Regions from separate parts of the Mus musculus genome. Here regions 1 and 3 are each linked to region 2. The links are chromatin contacts, called in public Hi-C maps. All regions are on one chromosome and are shown on one strand. Each heading gives the region's core, a stretch centred on a gene start, on an enhancer-like site or on the middle of the called end of the contact. The rest is flanking DNA. Distances are from core to core; before and after follow the strand shown.

Evidence for each region. Hi-C and Micro-C count contacts between places; a contact is called where the count stands out from the background.
Region 1: a contact with region 2 is called in a Hi-C map of bone marrow-derived macrophages, with 25 read pairs. The contact joins two enhancer-like sites. A contact is called at or near these places in 1 of 15 datasets of contacts at CTCF or cohesin (the NIH/3T3 cell line), 2 of 484 Hi-C or Micro-C datasets (bone marrow-derived dendritic cells and bone marrow-derived macrophages), 6 of 115 datasets of contacts at active chromatin or transcription factors (acute myeloid leukemia, embryonic stem cells and large pre-B cells) and 4 of 9 other capture datasets (adipose tissue, embryonic stem cells, liver and 1 more).
Region 3: a Hi-C map of bone marrow-derived macrophages shows a contact between it and region 2, with 22 read pairs. The contact joins two enhancer-like sites. A contact is called at or near these places in 4 of 15 datasets of contacts at CTCF or cohesin (the NIH/3T3 cell line, large pre-B cells, pro-B cells and 1 more), 36 of 484 Hi-C or Micro-C datasets (the AML12 cell line, B cells, the C2C12 cell line and 19 more), 7 of 115 datasets of contacts at active chromatin or transcription factors (the HPC-7 cell line and embryonic stem cells) and 1 of 9 other capture datasets (embryonic stem cells).

What each region holds. Positions count from the first base shown.
Region 1 is chr2:5,473,155-5,475,854 of GRCm38.p6, forward strand. The region is part of intron 2 of Camk1d (calcium/calmodulin-dependent protein kinase ID); the gene reads right to left. Among named protein-coding and RNA genes, the nearest start is that of Gm36853, 7.8 kb to the right of the region's middle. Within about 2 kb of position 1,362, at least 2 of the 459 cell types and tissues checked have an H3K27ac peak or open chromatin away from gene starts, as enhancers often do. A contact at or near this core is called in bone marrow-derived macrophages, where this site is marked.
Region 2 is chr2:5,810,528-5,813,227 of GRCm38.p6, forward strand. Cdc123 (cell division cycle 123) reads right to left here. Exons shown (of 13, transcript NM_133837.5): 7 at 269-317. Among named protein-coding and RNA genes, the nearest start is that of Gm29984, 14 kb to the right of the region's middle. Within about 2 kb of position 1,429, at least 21 of the 459 cell types and tissues checked have an H3K27ac peak or open chromatin away from gene starts, as enhancers often do. A contact at or near this core is called in bone marrow-derived macrophages, where this site is marked.
Region 3 is chr2:5,391,361-5,394,060 of GRCm38.p6, forward strand. The region is part of intron 3 of Camk1d (calcium/calmodulin-dependent protein kinase ID); the gene reads right to left. Among named protein-coding and RNA genes, the nearest start is that of Gm36906, 78 kb to the left of the region's middle. Within about 2 kb of position 1,296, at least 12 of the 459 cell types and tissues checked have an H3K27ac peak or open chromatin away from gene starts, as enhancers often do. A contact at or near this core is called in bone marrow-derived macrophages, where this site is marked.

The sequences.
Region 1 (2,700 bases), core at 112-2,611, 340 kb before region 2:
ACTGGTTCAGAGAGACATGGGTTCAAATTCCCATCCATCTTCTGTTTGCTATATCGCTTGAAAGCTGCTACTTAATCCCACACTTCTAACTAATATACAGATCTATATCATAAGTGTGTGTGTGTCCCCTTATACAGTTCTGATGGGAATTCAACAAGCTACCATTTATAAAATAAAACCAAGGACAGTCACAGCTAGTAAAGTGGGACATATCCATTAGCACAAGAAACTGTTAAACACTCCAAAGGCTATGACAGAGAAAAACATCTGTCTGGATGGATAATGGGTTGAGAGTCACTCAACAGTGGCTTAATGTCACGGAAAGTCTCAAGCACAGCTAACAGGAAATATTACATTACATACATTTTTACCACACTCAAAAGGTTAGATTCCCAAGGGTGGTTTGGAAAGCGGTTAACCTGTCTGCACGGGAAGCTTGCATAGCAAACCAGGTTTAGATTTCTCCGTTCTCTTAGGCATCTAGTGAATTGCAGTTCATTACTGAAATGTGCATTTTAAGTAGTGAACTGTCACTAATAAAATATTCTATGAAATATCATTTAAATGTACAAAAAGAAAGTCTGGGCTTTTATCAGTTAGTACGTGTTTCAGACAGGAAAAAAGAAAAGGATTAATCGCTATGAGATAAAATGCCCCGCTTCACTCTACAGCTCATTGCTCTCATTCTCAACTTAGGCTTAGCACTAAAAATAAAATCAGTTTTACCAAGTAAACTATGTAGGCCCCATTTTCATTGTCTGTTGACTCTTGCAAATGCAGAAGGAAAGCTGTGACTAGCAGAGAGCCCTTGGTCCAGCCTGGGAAAGGGCCCAGGGTCCTCTTCTCTTTTAATGGCGTGTCCATCCTTCCACCTGTCCTAGAACATGTATCTTGAGTTCAGGATCCACTGCACTGTCCCATGGGCTCAGAGGACATTCAGCAAACAACAGGTAAAGAAACACAACTGTATGCCTGTGGTAGTTTGAATGAGAATAGCCCATAAAGGCTATACATGAAAGCTCTGTTTCCAGTTGGTGGGCTATTTTGGTTGGAAAGAATTAGGAAGTGTGTTCTTGTTGGGAGATGTGTGTCACTGGGCGTGGGCTTGGAGGTTTCAAAAGCCCATGCAAAGATCAATCTCACCCCCCCTTCTCTGTGTGTGTGTGTCTTTTTGTGTCTCTCTCTGTTTCTCCCTGACTCTGTTTCTCTCTCCTCCCCCTCTCTCCCCTCCCCCCTCTCCTTCTCTCCCTCTCTTCCCCCCCCCCCCCCGCCCCTGCAACTTGTAGATCATGTGACCTCTCGATTCTGCTCCAGCACCATGACTTCCTACCCGCTACCACTCTCCCTGGCACGATGATCACGGACTTCCTCTCTGAAAGTGTAAGTCAGCTCGCAATGAAACCCTTCTTTCTGTAAGTTGCTTTGGTCTAGGTCTCTTCACAGCAACAGAACAGTAACTAAGACAGTCATACCTGATCTACTACCGCTAATGAAGTCTAAAGTGTTTACACTGACTCGGGTTATCAAATCACTTACTAAATCCAATAGCTTACAGGGCACTGGGTTTCTTGAGAAAGAAAGAAAAGGGACCAGCTTCCTGCTTTAGCCATGCTGAAGTCCCAGGACATGGCAGCTCTCAGTGGCCTCTGCAAGCCAATCCCAAGCCATTCCCATCATGAAACTGGTGTATTCTGGACTCGCAATATATAAGCCATGGCCATTCAAACCTTCCCCCTCTATCCTACCCACCCAATACCATACTCTCTCTTATCTTTCATGGCTGCTTATCTGCCACTGCATTTTTTTCATTTACTATCCATGTGCATTGGCTCTTTACCCTCTGATGGAAATCCTATCAATGTGGAGACCAGTCTGCCTGGCTCCCAGTGGGATCCTATGTCACAGTGCACAGCAGTGCAATCAGGGCGCCTGCCACATGAATGACTGAGCACACAAATGATGGCCAAGGAAGTGAGAAAGATGATCTTCTCCTGATTGTGCTGCCAGTGTGGCCAGATCCTACTCACAATCACTACCTTAAAAGCCCAGATAGGACAGTGTTGTCGCCTTGCAGAGATCTAATCCCCTCAACCCTCGCCACTGAGGGGCAAGACTCTAAACATCTGTTATGGTTTATCTAGGAAATATTAGCATCTATGCTTGCCTATGGGGGATTATCTAGATTGGATTAATGAACATGGAAAGACCCATTTAACTTGTGAGCGGAGCCATTCCCTGGGCAAGGGATCCCGGGTTCTATGAAATGGATAGAGCAAATTAAGAATGCATACATTCCCAGAAAAATTAAATGTAATCATTTTTTTAAAAATTAAGATGCTGGTTAACGTGATGATGAAGTACTTGCCTTGGTGGTCACTGACACTCACCTCTTGGCAACAGAGAATTGTGAATGCTAACACACCAATAGGAAGAAAACCATACTGCACTCTAGCTCTGTGGGTGTGCAACACTTGCCTCTGTGGAAACTCAAGAACTATAGTGACATCCAGCTTGTGGGAAGGAAAGGTTGTATGAACACCCTGGAGTACTGCCGCACAGTCCATGTATAGTCAGGCAGTCTAATGGAAGAGAAGGCACGTGCACTGTCTAAGTGGGAACAGCAGCTCTTTGGTCCCTGTGACACCCAGTGACCTTGTACCTTGTGCTTTGTTGTCCCCGTTGAACTGCTACCTGAAGGAT
Region 2 (2,700 bases), core at 179-2,678:
AATTTGCTTTGTAGACCAGCCTGTCCTTGAACTCAGCCATCTGCCTGCCTCTGCTGGGATTAAAGACATGCACCAACATGCTCCACCATGCCCCAACTAAAAATAATATATATTCTTCTATATGTACGACAAATTTCTTAAATGTAAAATTTAGCCGTTTTACGTTCCCAGAGAAATTAGACTACAATTTTTCATTTACAAATAAGCAGCACACTTCCAGGACCTTTGTCCGGGATTCTCAATGGTCTAAGGCGAACAAGCCGCTTACCTCGTACTCTATACAAGGGTCTGGAGAGTCATCAGTGCAATGAATAAACCTTTGGAGAGAAAAATGCAATTTTTTTGTTAATTTATGCAGACATCTTCATAAACAATATGAGCTTTGATCCCATGAAGCATTGCTTGCTGTTGAGTACTACGCAGGCGCATTTAATCCTCAACACAGCACAAGCAGCTCCAGTAACCTCCATTTTCCTGTCAATGGGCAAAGAATCTAAAATTCAAAAAAGTCCAAGCTTGGCAAATAAGCTAGGACGATACACAACTCAGGCTGACCAGCTCTGAGTGACGGTAAGTCTGTCCACTCTCGGTGTCCGTCCTGCTGCGGAGTCAGCAGGCTGCATACTGTTCTATGACATCAGCTCTGCCACTGAGAGCCACGCAACATGGCTATGCTCCATCTTTAGTGAAGGTAGGATGGCAGCACCATCCACCTTAGTGATAACCCTGAGGAGTACACTGAGGACTGCTCTGTGGACAGTAGCTTGGCCACAGAAAGCCACAATGTCTGTCATTGCAAAAGACCTTGGACAGAACCATACAACCCTCCGTTAAGCATCCCCTCTAAGGACTGTTTCATGAACAATAAAATAGAGTATTACAAAACGCCCATCTGTGCCAAGCCCTGGACTAGGCACCAGGACCACAAATCACCTAGGACCCCAAAGTGCTTTATGAGGCATGACAGAGGAAGCTAGCAGGTACACAGATCATTTCAGAACACCAGGGAGAATAAAATACTCCGATGGAACAAACAAGGAAGCAACTTGCTGGCTGTCATGTGTGGGAGGGAGAGGAGGAAGTAGAAAGGGGATCCACTTTGAGGCAAAGGGAAACATGCCACAGCAGGACAGGAATATGAAGACAAGAACCCCATGAGATTAGCAGGCATGGGTGTGCATCAGCAATGAAGATGGGTGAAAGCTGTGGACACCGAGCGCTGGTTACTTTGTGTCTCTTTCACCCAAACTAGAGTCACCTGAGAAGGGGGAGCTTAGTGGGAGCCTACCTCCATCAGACTGGCCTGTGCACAGGTCTGTGGGGGCATTTTCTCTTTTAATTGATGATTGATACGGGAGGGTCCAGTCCACTGCGAGCAGCGCTATCCCGGGCAAGGAAGCTGTCCTTGTTTAAGGAAGTAGCTAAGCAAGGCATGGGGAGCAAGTCAGTAAGCAGCCCCCCCCCACCCCCCCGCCCCGTGGCCTCTGCTTTAGTTCCCGCCTTAGCTTCCCTTGATAATGACTCTAAGCAGGAAGACGAAATAAATCCTTTGCCTCCCCAAGTTGCTTTGGGTCTGTATTTTATCACAGCAACAGAGAAACAAAGCAAACCAGGACAAGGGGGAAAGCCCAGGTGATCCGTCCCTCTACTGCTACTCATCTTTATTTGTTTTATTTTATTTTATTTTTTGGATTTTCAAGACAGGATTTTTCTGTGTAGCCCTGGCTGTCCTGGAACTCACTCTGTAGACCAGGCTGGCCTCGAACTCAGAAATCTGCCTGCCTCTGCCTCCCAAGTGCTGGGATTAAAGGAGTGCGCCACCACCGCCTGGCTCATTTTTACTTTTAATTTACCACTGACATGCATTATTGTAGGGAGCTTGACAAAATTGGTGGGAAAAAAAGGTAGTTGTACATGTGCATCACTCGTAATATGTAATATACAATTGTGAAAACCGAGCATGAAGAAAACAAGAGCACTTCCCCCCTTGTGGCTATTACGGTTGGAAGTAAGATGGCCCTCACACGTTCATGTGTTCAATACGTGTCTCCAGCTGTAAGCCCGGGAACTCAGCAGTGGGGTGAGTGTATGAAGTCAGACCAAGTCTCTGCTTCCCCGGCACCAGGAGGCGGGTAGCTCTCCGCCATACTGCTCTGCCTCACTGTGGGCACAGAGCCACGAGGCCACCACTGCAGTTAAGGCCCCTGAACTGTGAGCAGAACTAGATCCTCCTCCTCTTGCTTTGTCACAGGAGAAGGATTCAGCTAACAGATGTGCTGACCAATGAAAGACAGGATTTCTCGGGCACAGAGAAATCTTTTAAAGGCTGTCTTGAAGGTAGTGGGTAGTGAGGTATTGAGGTTTATGCTCAGCAGGCATGAAGCCTTGGATCCAGTTTGAGGAAGGGAAGCATCGAGCCATTCAAACACAAACCCAGTGTAAAAGCCTTTGGCCTCCCTGACTCTGTGGCACGTTGGCACTCTGCAATCATTTATGTTTTCACATTGCAAACAGTAACAATTGTGGTCAACTTGACTAGCTGAAATCCAGAGAACACAGACTTCTAGAACCACTAATAACTGGGAACCAAATGATATAATCTACAACACGTTTCAAAAGAAAGGTACACAGTGTGCTTTATTAAGCTGCCAATGGCCTTTCTGTTTTTACAGTAGCAAATGTTTACGTGTGCCATGTACT
Region 3 (2,700 bases), core at 46-2,545, 420 kb before region 2:
AGGCTGTCTCCCTTAATTTTCTGGCAGAATTGGATTTAATTAAACTCGACACACTGTGTGTGGTTGGAGCGATGGCTCGGCAGTTCAGAACACTGACTGCTCTTCCAAAGACTCTGGGTTCCATTCCCAGCAGCCACATGGTGGTCACAAATATCCATAACTCTAGTCTCCAGGGACCAGACAGCTTCTTCTGACCTCTGGGCACACGAGGTCTACTCATGGTGCACAGACATACAAGCAGACAAAACAGCAGTAAACATAAAAGCAATCATTTGTTAAAAGATTAAAGCACACTGGACACCATGTCAGTTCTCTCTCTAACTATACGATTCCCTTTATGCCATTAAAATGCTATCAATTCCAGTTTATAGGCTAATTTAAAATCCTTCACGAACCATTTATTAGATATGGAAACAAAGCACATGGTGTGTGCCTACACACCAAGCATTGAAAAGTTCTGCTCTAAGAATCACTTTTCAATGTGCTTAGAATGTGTGGACAAAAGAGAAAAAAAATAGCATTTATTTTTACTTTGAAATTTTCAAGTGCTTCCTGTATCCATCAGTCGACAGTGAGACGTAATGGAAACACAGGGTGAAACGAACTCACTGTGGAAGATCATTGATATCAGACATGCACATCTGACCTCGTGTTTCGTTCTGTTAGAACCAGTAACTCTGGGACAGAGTTGGAAAGCCTGCGCAGCAGACACCATTCCGAGTACACTTCTGATACTGAAAGTATGTAAGACATATTTTAAAAATGACCTTGCATTTGTGTGACTTGGGAGTATCCTTGAAACAAGACATAGTTAATATAGTTTAAAAGCATGCCCAGTTTCTGTGGTACTGGGCACCAAACCCAGGGCTTCATGCATACCAGGCAAGTGCGCTAGCAACTCAGGTATATCCTCAGCCCTCGAACCCAGATCTTCTTCTTGCTTCAAGCCTGTTGAGTTGTGCCCACTCCTTAACATCCCTCATAAGCCTGGTCAAAGGCCTCCATAGAGGGAATTAATCAGCACCAGCAGCCAAGTGTCCTGTGGTCTGCTTTTCAGAACTCCCCACGTGGTTCCTGCAAGTCTTTGGCTCCCAATTAATTCTCAGGCTCAACAGCCTGAAGGGTGAGAGTGGACATAACACACATCTCAGCAGACCTGCCTAGAGCAACCTCTTGTATGGGAAAATGAAAGGCCGTGGATCCGAACCTTTGTTGACTCTTTTAGGGTCATTAACAAAAAAGGAACATCTCATTGTAGTGGTTTCCTTCTCAAAACCAAAACCAAAACCAAAACCAAAAACAACCCTGGAAGACCCAAATAGCCAGAAAGGCTCCTATTTCCATGCTAAATCACAACCACTGGCTTGTGCCAACGAAACCCTGTTTGCTGGAGTTGAAATGAGAAAATGTGTGAACAGTTGTTGTCTCTGAGATATCATCCCCAGGTCTCCTTACCCCGGAGCATTGGTCAGATTGAAAGATGAATAGGAATGCCTTGAAGGGACTTGTTGGAGGAGACTAGTCACAATGTGTCAGCTTCCTCATGCCATTCAACACGTCTCTCTTCACCCAACAACAAGCATCAGTTCTTCTGGCTGTTAATGGTCCATGTCTTGATACACAGATTATTCACCTTCAGATGTACATGAAGAAATGAAACCTGGACAAGTATGCTCTGCATGATGCCCTAACACTTGCCTCTCCTCTCACTGATGCTAGGAGTTCCACAGATGAGTCAGATTGCCTTCCCTCTTGCAATTAAAAGAAAACCTTTCAGTATTATACACATACAATTCATCTTGATACCATCCACCCCCTATTAGCCTGTCATAACCCTAATTTCAATAACTCCCTTCTTCCCCAAAAGTCTCTCTACTACTAATCCAGTCTCCAACCCCCACCTTTATGTGTTTTCAGGTCTTGTCCACTGCTGTGTCTTCATGGGTGCAATGGCCCCACCATATCCAGAAGTTGGCATTTGGCAGCAATCCTAATAATCTTGCTAGCCATCATCCATAACGTGCTCTGGGTCTTGAAGGGGAAGTTACAGATGTTCCATTTAGGGCTGAGGGATTAACAGTTACTTATTATCAGCACTTTGACTGGACATGAGTCTCTGAATTAACCATCACCCTCTGCTTAAAGATACTTCTCTGACCAAGGAAGAAAGTAGGTGCAAGTTCTGACCAAGTTTACAGTGGCAGGTATCTATTCCTCCCGTGGAGCGGGTCACAGATTGTGGGAAGCCACATGTGCCGTTGCTGAGTGGCACTGACTACTGCTGGCCACCATGCATAAGATTGGACAAACAACCAATGTGTACATATGCAGTAAAGTTTTTTGCAAAGACACTGCCTGGCCCAGGCATGATAATGAGGTTCTGTAAGGTACTGAGAGTATAACCAATCAGATGTGAGATATGCAAATGAGGTATGATAATGAGGTTCTGTAAGGTACTGAGAGAGAGTAGCCAATCAGATGAGGAACATGCAAATGAGGCTTAGTGCATAACCAATCCGGGTGTGAGACACGCCCCTCCTAGGCCTATAAAAGCAGCACTAGTTCTGGGCTTGAAGTCTTTTCGCCTCTACAATCAAGCTCTCCCAATAAACGTGTGCAGAAGGATCCTGTTGCAGCATCGTTCTTCCTGGCCAGTCGAGCGCGCGCAAGAACAGATCCAATCAGAAAGCACTGGGTTGC